2 separate regions of the Gasterosteus aculeatus genome follow, and region 1 is linked to region 2. The links are chromatin contacts, called in public Hi-C maps. All regions are on one chromosome and are shown on one strand. Each heading gives the region's core, a stretch centred on a gene start, on an enhancer-like site or on the middle of the called end of the contact. The rest is flanking DNA. Distances are from core to core; before and after follow the strand shown. Region 1 has its middle 8.3 kb from the start of dnah9l. Region 2 has its middle 4.7 kb from the start of LOC120815986.

The links. A called contact is a pair of places that touch in the nucleus more often than the background predicts.
Region 1: a Hi-C map of skeletal muscle shows a contact between it and region 2, with 5 times the contacts expected there. The contact joins two enhancer-like sites. A contact is called at or near these places in 2 of 6 Hi-C or Micro-C datasets (skeletal muscle and tail fin).

The regions. Positions count from the first base shown.
Region 1 is chr3:8,935,438-8,940,529 of fGasAcu3.hap1.1, reverse strand. No RefSeq gene overlaps it. Among protein-coding and RNA genes, the nearest start is that of dnah9l, 8.3 kb to the left of the region's middle. Within about 2 kb of position 3,484, at least 3 of the 9 cell types and tissues checked have open chromatin away from gene starts, as enhancers often do.
Region 2 is chr3:8,799,169-8,804,876 of fGasAcu3.hap1.1, reverse strand. No RefSeq gene overlaps it. Among protein-coding and RNA genes, the nearest start is that of LOC120815986, 4.7 kb to the right of the region's middle. Within about 2 kb of position 1,881, at least 1 of the 9 cell types and tissues checked has open chromatin away from gene starts, as enhancers often do.

The DNA of each region.
Region 1 (5,092 bases), core at 2,235-4,734, 130 kb before region 2:
GGAGTTCGGGAAGCCAAATGTTCAAAAGCCTCATTCGTGGCTGTATTCATATTTGAGACACACACACACACACGCGCACACACACACACACACACACACACACACACACACACACACACACACACACACACACACACACACACACACACACACACGCACTGGCTGACCTCAGAGATGACAACAGGCAGGTGCTCCATGGGGTATCCAGGAACTTCCCCCAGCCACAGTTGGTGTCTGAATCCGTGAAGGGCAATTCTCTTGACGCCCTTCTTCAGCACACACAGTAGCTTGGTCTTCCACGGTGGGGACGTCTTCACAGGTGCCAAAACAAAAGTGACTTATTTCAGAGAGTGAAACCTAATGGTTATGTGAGTCCATGTCACTCTTATCGCTTGAGTTTCTCTGTTTGTCTGGTTTTTATGACAGAATGACAAGAGATTATCATTTTAGAGTTTGGTGGAATCTGCATGTCAACATATTGTCTTGTTTAATAGCTGAATAAACTTTCTTAATGTCTAATCGCGTGTGAATGATGGTGTTTGTTTGGACATTCTCTGGGTGTGAGGAATCATTTAATTAACAGCATCGTCACATCACCCAGGCAAATAGCAATGTGAATGTGAAATGTGTCTCATTGTTTGACAATCTGTACGTATGCACACTTTCTTTAGCTCGGTATAAATATATTTATATAGGTATAAATATATAGACTTTCAAACATACTGAATATATAAAACCACAGAAAAGCAATAGATGAACTGTGCCGTTCAATGTCGACTCAATGCTGTAATGTTGAATTTGCCTCCAAAATTTACTTTTTTATGGTTGTAAATGGTTGAAAACGACACGTATGGAAGCAGGTGCCTTCACTTTCAATAATCTGAGGTTGGGCCTATGTTAATTTACCTGTGGCCTCTCTGTATTTCTTACCTGAGCATCCCCTGCATGCAGTGTCCCTCCGGGTCCAGTGAAGAGCAGCAGTCTGTTGGTCCAGATGTGGTCCAGGAAATCCATAATAATCTTCTGGTTCTCCTCTGCGCCGATAAAGCGGTTCCACTTGTCCGTCTTCACCCGCAGCACACAGAAGACCTGCTCCCGAAGGAAGTCCACCCTCTCATCTGACAACACCACCCCAGCTTTGAGAGGGGGCTCCTGGGCAACACGCACTCCCGCTACGCCTCCGCTGCCCGAACCTCCACTGTTGCTGCCTGCACCGGTGGCCTCAGCCATGGGAAAAATAAACAAGTGCAATAGCACCACTACTCGCTTTGGTGTGTAGTGGATGTGAAACTAGGAAAGAGAGAAGCGAGAAGCCTTAACCCTTTTGAGCGAGATCAGAAATCTTAACGGGATGTTTCCTCACTAATAAGAATAACACACTCTATTCCGCCGTCACAGCGTTAAGTCTTTGGCCATCGGCTGGAAAAAGGATCCACAGCTTGAGCGACAGGGTAACCTGACACTGTTACACAGCGGTATGGGCTGTCTTCATTATACTGTGTGCCGGCTACTTTACCAGGTAAGCTGAGCTGCCAAGGAAGACCCAACTACAGGGACACCTTCAGCACAGGTGTTACACCTGTGATGCATGTGTAAGGTTTAAGTAAACACACTTATGGATGCAAAACGGATGTGACATTTTTTGAGGTTTTATCTTTGAATCTTTAAAATGTGGTTACTGCTGTTAAAAATAGGGAAGGATCTTCTTTCATTCTATTCATCCAAATATAGTAGAGGAGGTCTTTTCCATCCCCGTTCCTACTAACGAATGCAATGTGCAGCCTTACCACATGAGGGCAGTGTGGTACAATGGTTCTGATGGCGTCCCTAAAATATAATCCAAAGTGACCCTAGCCATGACATCCTATTACGCATGTTATGCCATATGTATGTGAAAACACGGAGGAATGGGACATTTCTGTGTTACTTGAAATATCGCAGCCATGATTAACCTTTAAAAGATCCTCCACTTTCTGCGTTTAACCTTAAAACATGAATTTAATCATATTGCCGTTTGAAAAAAGGCTGACTGGAGAAGTCAGCGCATTATTCTCACAAATTGATGGATACACAGGGTTATGCAATGCCTACAAATGGATGTTTTAAGCATCGCCTCTAAAGAATGATTAAACAGAAGTCAAATGTCCTCATCTGTAGTACTGCCTACACCGTGTAAATGCAGTTTAACCAAGATTATGCAGGATTCACATGTTCATACACCCACTTCATTTTCTACAATCACTCCCTCTTGGCTCAATGTCTGCTTTAAACAGTGGATTAAATTCACGGAATCGATTTTTCTCTTCATGTGACGTAAATATTCGTAATAGATGTGAATGACCTTTACAGGTTTACGTCTTTATTTTGAACGTTAAAGTGCTCAGCATTCATCGTCATCAGTGAACACAGTATTTCCATTGTTCACAACACTGGTCATGCCAGCCAATAATCCATGGCGGTTCTCCAAGCGAATTTGTCCTTTCTGAAATCTATAATCCCATGCCACAAACTGTTTGAATGAGTGCTTATGTGTGTGTGTGTGTGTGTGTGTGTGGTTTTGGGGAAACGCTCTTTACACTTTTCATGTTGTGTATTTGCATCATTATGCAGCTTGAATGAATGCCCTCTATGCGATATGTGCTCTGCTATCACATGGCCACAAAATTGTGAGACTGAACGTGTGGGGGCTTGTGTAGGTTTGCCTGTCCGGAGCCCGAGGCTAGTGAGGGTGTCCCCTGGGTGTCTCAAGACACACACACACACACACACACACACACACACACACACACACACACACACACACACACACACACACACTGTATTTTAGCCCATTCTGAGCCCCGCTGACAGCAGGAGCATGCTGCCCATCTCTCTGTCTGACCTCATACCCAATGTCAGCTCTGCTCTGCAGGGACGGACGGGTGGAGGCCAGGAAAAGACATCTCAGGACAGTGGAGCGGGAGAGGGAGCCAATGGAGAGACAGAAGGGAATAAGGGAGGGTGTTTAACGGTTTAGAGAATGAGGAGTGGCTGCGAGCTTACAGAATTACAGATGAGACGGAGAGTAGAGTGATGAAGGAGCAGAGGAGCCAAAGCAGAATAGCGATATGCACTTGGCCCGCTGTTGGCGATAAATATTCAAGAGAAGATCTGAACAGAGTCGTTGCTGAGTAATGCAAACAGCCGGAGTAAAAGGGCAAATCGAAAGAAATGTATCCCGAAGCAACATTTAAACTACCAGCTCTTGACTGTAGCTGAAACATCACATGTGCTTGGATGTAATATTACGCTCCAATGTTGCACCGCAAATCACCAATCCGATCCCTCAGATATTTAGTTGTAACCTGAAGTGTCGCCGTCGTTGCTTTTCTTTCTCCTCTTGTTCCTTCACCTCTCCTCCTCAATCTCTCCATTCGCCGTTTCCATGGCTACGTGTTGCTTGACAATCAGCCGGCGCTCTTGAGTCCGAAGCTTCATCCTGGCTCGCTCTGTCTCTCCCCTCAACTCCTCCTCTCCTCCTCTCCTCATCACCCCTCCCCTGTTCTCAGTCAGGGGAGAAAATTACATGTAGATGAGCTTGAGGTCCCTGTATTTTTCATCCACACACACACACACACGCGCACACACGCACACACACCACGGCGACCATCGTCTCCTCAGGCATTGGGAGTCTCGAACAAGTCCACACTTTACTTCTCTTCGCAGCCTTTTTCATTTTCTCTTGTAGTCCCTGGGGAACGTGACAGATTCATGTATTACGGGAGCAGTTGGACTCGAGGCGGCCAAAGAATGGATTAAAAAAAGGGATGGCGGAGACAAGGGATGGGGGTTGACAAAGGTGGCGAATGCATGCACGCTGTCACAGACAGACACACACGCGTAATGATCGTCTCAGAGCTTGCCTCCTGTTGCTGGCTGACTACCCACGAAACCCCAACCATGGCGGCCGATTGCCTTGTATGTGCTCGTGTGTCTTTGTGTCCAGATGGTGCTGACCAGCCGTCCCTCCCAGGCTAGATGAAGTAAATGGAGCGATTACAGTAATGACCGACACGCACATCTGTCTCACACCTATCGATGGCTGCCAGCTCTTTTGGACGCACACATACACACTCAAGCACTATTGGCTCGGATCTGTGCAGTTGATTAGAGGAATTAAACTCCATCATAATACTCACAGTTTTGCAGTTTTATTCTGATAAAATGTAAGCGGCTTGTTGACACCTCAGGCCCGTTACAAAGAGACTTCACTTTGACCCCCTCTTGGCAAGGTGACTCTGCTTTATCCCTTTCACTTTCTTGGTCTTGTGTCCGTATTCCTCTTTCCATCTCTTCTTCCCCACTGCGCTTTGCAACATTCCTCTCTCCCTCCCTTTCATCGCCCCCAATCTGCCCCTCTTCAAAAAATGACCCCTTTCGTGTCAATCCATTTTTTTCCCTTCCAGTTTTCTACATCTTTGTTGTGTTTCTCCGACCATAACTGAGTCAAGAGAGGGGGGTGAAAGGACAGGGTGTCACCAGCAAGCCCTTCTTTATCATTTCTTCCTTTTGTTCTGCAAAGGTCCCCCCCCCTCCGTCTGGACTCAGTAATATTTGAGAGGCCGGTCCGTGTACACAGGAAGGGGTTAGAGAGCACGGCCGATCTCCCAGGGTGGGTGTGTGAAATAAAATCCTGAGCTTGCTCTGCTCTTGACTTCGTATTCGTGTGCATGCGTTTGTGCTCTCGAGCTGCAGCGAAGCCCAGCAACTTGTTTTCAGGAACGCTGAGTCCTCGGCCGACCTCTTCCAGGATATGGTTCACTAAGTCACCGCTGTGTAAGAGAACACCTTTATTACACCCGGCAAAGTGCTGCAGCGTCTCCTACAAAATGTGCGGATACAGTGTTTTCTGTAAAAAAAAAGAAAAAGACTGCATTGTTCTGTGCCGTGGCGGACACAGGTAGTTTCCTCTTACAGCAAGTTCACCGGCGCGCTGCTCTCTGGAGGCTCATTGGCTTTTGCTGAGACGAGAAGAGATGCACTGGAATGCAAAACATTTACTTTATTTGGGGGTGAGGGGGGGGGCTCAGTTTGTTTTCCAGTCACACTTAAA
Region 2 (5,708 bases), core at 632-3,131:
TATAATCTGAACCACCCGGTGACATTGCAGTCTTAAGCATTCCTCCATGGAAGCCTCATGGAGGTATCACTGGCTTTTTAAAAGACCTGCACAGTTAGGATATTGTCAGTGAAAATACAAGACAGGTGTTTAAATAGTAATGTACCAGGAGTGTCACGGTGGGGGGGGCTCAGGTCTCTACTTTCAGATATCTGAACATTAAAGATTCCCCCAAAAATGTAGGCTAGTGGCTTGGATCCATGTAGGCAATGTTGCTCTGTCACTTTGTTCCAGTCAGACAGGTTTTAACAATTAATGGACGGGCTGCCAAAAAGTTGAACATATTCCTGTCCCCTTCAGGCAGGAATGTGTTTAAAGTACTTTGATGATTCATATTCAAATAATAATAATTTTTAAAAAGTGTCTTACAATGAGGGCATTAAACCTTTTGAACATAAACCAGAAATCAATTTCAGAATAACTGCAGAACTTCTTCTAGTGTTACATTTACAAACAGTCTGTGTGTAAGATGTGTTGAGTTTCTGCCATCTTGGGGTCAACGGGCGCTCCATCCACCATTGTGACGCCAGGACAGCGGTCAGTTGTGAGGTTGTTGAGGAGCAGCTGTACTAACGTGCTGAACATTAGACTTGCTGTAAATCAGACGTTGCCGTGTCCAAACACCCTCTGTCTAGAGAGAAGGATCAGAAACGCAGAAAGATTCAGAAAGCAGAAACTTTGATGAAAATGGCTTGAGGTGGGTTTTACTTTAAGACGATTTTCTTAGAGGAGAAACCTCAGAAGCAATGGCCGAAGATTTCGGAACTCCTTTGGACTTTTTCCTGCACACGTGCAGCTCATTGTTGTCATGTCCAGAAAAAGATGTTAGTTAGGTTGTCTCGTGTCCGTCTCGTGAGTTCCTGTTTTATTTTGGAAAATGAACCTTCCCCTTGTTTCAGGCAACTTTCCCCTTCCTCTTGTGTCGGTGTGATTGTCGCCCCTCCCCTGATTGTCTCCACCTGTGCACTTCCCCTATGTGTGTGTATATATTGTCTGAGTCTCCCTCTGTCCTGTGCCAGTTCGTCTTGTCCCAAGCCACCGTGCCAGCGCTACGTATGTCCACAGTCTTGCCTCGTTTTTTGTCGACACCATTAATTGAGCCTGCTTTCAGTTTTTGTCTCTAGATCGGTTTTTCCTCGCCCACGAGTGATTTTTATTTCAGCGGCCATGCCCTGTCCTTTTGTTAATAAACTTTGATTCTTTTTTCGCACCACGTTGTGTGAGTCGTGCATTTGGGTTCCCGTCCACCGTCCGGTCGTGACAATTGTTTGAATGTAGGAGAGAATCTAATGTGAGTTCAATGACAGGCGGTCAAGGCCACTGTACCCAATCAGACAGAGGCTAATCAATCAGATGTTTGTCAGTCCGAAGGCATCTTCACCTCCAACCGAATGCAACGTGCAATGCAAAGCACACAAACACTTTAGAGGATAAAAAAAGGGGGCGAAAAAAACACACTTTTCTTTCAACACTATAAAACAGATTTAATTATATGCTATAGGCCTCATTTAAACTCCTAACAGCTGCTTGGGATCTATAGTACCATGTCACTCAACAATCAATAACTCCCAAACACACACACACACACACACACCCTCGGAGGAATCTCTCTTATCGGGAAACATCAGATCAAGCAGATACACTTGAATGGCCATTGGGGCCAGATTGACTCACAGTGACGGGACTCGGGATCAATGTTTACGCTTGCAAGCCAAACTCATCCTGTTGTTCTGTGTGTGTTTGTATGTGTGTGATGTGTGTGATATGATAGTGTTTCCCAGCCTAGCCAGCTGTCTGCTTATTCACGGCTTATTAATATTAAGGTGGTGGTGGTGGTGGTGGTGCTGAGGATCGGACGACACACCGGCAGCCTGAGGACAGGCCGAGTGCGTCCCTCCCGGCGTGGCTCCCTCCAACCGGGCTCGAGAGACAAAGACAAGTGCCTGTGTTTCCAAACATGGGCCCCTCTCACCACCCAGAGGTCAGAGACTTAGAATAATCTAGCTGAAGCAGGAGGAACCATGCTTTCTCATGCACACATGCACCGCCTCGCATTTAGGCCTTAAGGCTTTGATATGACCCTGCTTAACCCAACAGAGTAGTGAATGGCAGGGTGACACGGGGGGAAGAGAGGGAGCTTTAGGCAGAGGGTTTTTAGGGGGCAGGGGGTCTACGTGGGCAGAAAAGACCAGAAAAGTGGTGGCATTGGTGGAGATGAAAAGGGCAATCATAGGACACGTACTTGACAAAGCTTAAGGACAGAAACAAGAAGCAAGAGGGTGAGAAATGCACTGAATGGACTGTATGATCAAAGCGCACAAATAACAAGAGGGATGAGGAGAGAGGGAGACCTCGCTGCAATGGAGTCACATAGGCGCTCTAAAAGGGACACGTTCGCTTTGATCTTCCTCAAATAGCATTTCTCAAGCACATCTTCATTTAAAATGCCATCATCACCAAAGGGAGACGTGAGATTGGCGACGACACACAAACATCAATTAGTGGACTCATCGTCAGCCAGTGGAAAGACACACATATGGTTTTTAAACAGTTTAGAAAACGCAAAATCCAAATCGTGGGCTTTATTCAAGCACTGTGTGTCTAACATGGGGAGTCTAAATTATTCAAGGGCAACTGACATATTATCTCTTTAGCTGCACAACGTACTGTTTTGCCATGAAGAGCATAATAATGTCAGCTATAGCCTGGGGGTTGCAGTACTTTTTTTGCCACTCTCGACTACTGGGCTAAATTTGGATGACTCTCTCAGAGGCTGTCAAGCTCCGCTTCCATTCGCGTAGTGCAGGGGAAGTGCGCCATCTAGTGCGCCGAACTGGAAACACCGAGTGGACGTGTCAACGTTTTATGGTGTGCGTCTGACGTTCAACGGGAGGAAGAGGGTCTTTGTTCATTTTGCGCCATGGTGTCAAATACACATTTGAAGTCCAATTCAAATTGAGTGGAGCAGATGAAGTATTTTTCGGGGGACAGTCTGTCATTTTGAGGGAGAAGAGGAGAACATGTATCAGCATACAGATCAGAATCAAAAGGAGAAAAAAAGAAAGAGAGAGATGGATATAAGTCTTGGTATATAGACAATTGTACACTTGGCTAAAACGAATCATCTCAAATACAATCCTGTGATAAAGCACCTCCAAGAATGTCACAACATTCAGTAGTTGTTGAAACTTTTAAGAGAGGTGTTGTTGTAACCCTGTTTAAATCTGAGGTGGGCATCAATGAGGCTTGAACTGCCCGTCGCACCTGTTAGGCTCTCTGTCCTTTGTACCGTTGTCATAGAGGGTACTACAAGCTCCAATACGGCATCACCAGCATCACATGCTTGATTTAAAATCATTTCTGAATGCAAACAAGACTAAATACTAATTTTTCGTTGACGGTAATTTGCATAATACCAATTTGAGACTGTCATATGTTATATGTTGCTGTCAGTGAAAGTTTGTACTCTTTTCCACGTTGCATCCTACTCCACATCTCCGATCCTCGCAGCAGTAAAGGCTTAATGGCATCACGGCGCTCCGTCTGCTGCCCTCGCTTGCAGGTTCTCGGTCTCACGTCTACATCTGTGCAACCCTGCTTGTTAATTTACACTGCCTGGAGGCTGTTATAGAGTTATTTCCTTTAAGGTCGCGGGGTCCTCATGAGCCGACAACAACCTTGAATACTTCAGTTTTTACTCCGCTGAAGTTTGAAGCCTTGTTCATCTTGTGCAATGAAAGACCCTTGGAAGATTTAAACCCATCATGATTACAAAGCAAACTTATTTTGTTGTTCCGGTTGTTTGTTTTCTTTTGAATCATTTTTGTTTATGTAATTATCATGTTATAATTGTACTATTGACATCATTGAAAATAGGGGGCAGGCCATCAAGCGTTCCTAGAAGTTTAAATGATAGATAAAGGATATTTGAGGACAAATAAATACTAATACAACAAACAAACTCAAGGTGATGTTGATTGAAGCTTTTTTTAAAACACATGAAAGACAGTGAGGACATCGGTGGTTTTCAATAGACTGTGCAGAATGTTTTGGCAACGTTATTAAGCCTCCATCTTGCAAACACACTTGCTGTATCAGTTGTTTGAACATGGTTCTATATGTTCAGGGCTGATTGCCGGAGGTTTATCGAATAGGTCAGTGATCTCTGCTTAGCTGAAAGCAATCGAATTAAAAAACATGGCATCTGGGGGCAAAAAGACATATCAGCTGATCAGAGGATAAAAGTAGAATTTGCTCTTTGTTCTTTACTAGATTGTCATTCCCAATGGTTTTACCGATGTCTCTCATACACAAAACAACAAATACTTAAACACATACTTAAACTTTGTTAAGCAGCTGAATTCATATGTCAACAATATCGGCTTCATGGGGTAATTGATCAATACTCAAATAACACCTTGATGAGATGTTTAGGAAACAACAAAACAAAACCATTTCCAAAGGAAACTTTTTCTTCAGACTTCTGGCTACAAAGACAAACGTTCAGCCCAAGCGACGAACTCCACGGCCACATTATCGTCACTGGTTGGCTCGCTGTTAATTGTGACTAATTCACATGTTTGTAAAGTTCAGTTTGTAAAGTCGACATGCACTGCAAAAAAGCATGATTTGAAAATTAGTACTTGCACTCTTTACAAAACAAAGTATAAGCTCATTCCACAGCACAAAGCAGCAACACCTTAAACAAACGTGGCCCACGTCTCCCTTTTCTTTTTCTTTTTTTAATCGACCCATTTGGCAAATCTAAAGAGCGGAGTTGACCATTCTCTGTCTATAATAGCTCTCGCCCAAAGAGACGAGTTACTGAGGCGGTGAAAACTGCCACTCTCTCTGAAATGATCGCGCTGGATCAGCTGCGGCGGCGTTTGCGCGTCTCCCAACCGTGAAGAGCTGCGGCCCGAGCGGGGCCCTGCAATTAAAGCGCTTATCGATTACACTTTACGTGCTCCTGCGTCCTCTGGACCGTGAGCCGGAGGCGCCGGGCGGTTCAGGCAGTCCTACTATGCTAATGTCTATGGTAATACGGCCACCGTGGGTGAGTCGATTATTGACGGGCTCCTAAATGGACGCTTGATCCACAATTGAAGCTTTTGGGGTCAATGGCGACGGGATTGATACCGGGCAGGGGGGTCAACTTCATTTCAACTCCAGCGGTTTCAGGGAATGAATTGGGAATTACTTTGCTAATTGAAATATTAATTTGTAAAGTAAATGGCATTTCTCAACTCCCGGAGGGATTTCTTTCCATCTCCTGGTATTGAGCAGAAATATACATTATCTATCTATGGGGACCCTTGGGAACGGTTCACACCCTCAATTGTGGAGGATCAACCTGGTTGCATTGGTTTCATTGGCACATTCATTAATTCCGTCTCTGTGTATGTGTCTGTGTGTGTGTGTGTGTGTGTGTGTGTGTGTGTGTAAAGAGATTACAGAGATACAGACAGTTATAAGAATAAAAAAAGGCATAACACAATAAAAGTCCTGAAGTAAAATAAAAGAGCAAAGCACCAGAAGAGAATGGCCGTCCTTCGCCTCCTGAAAGAGAACAACAAATGCTTGATGGTTGATGGACCTCCGGTGGGTGCTGGAGCTCGGGGCAGAGCAGACCATCGCGCAATCAGTCTGAGAAAGGTCGACGTATTGAT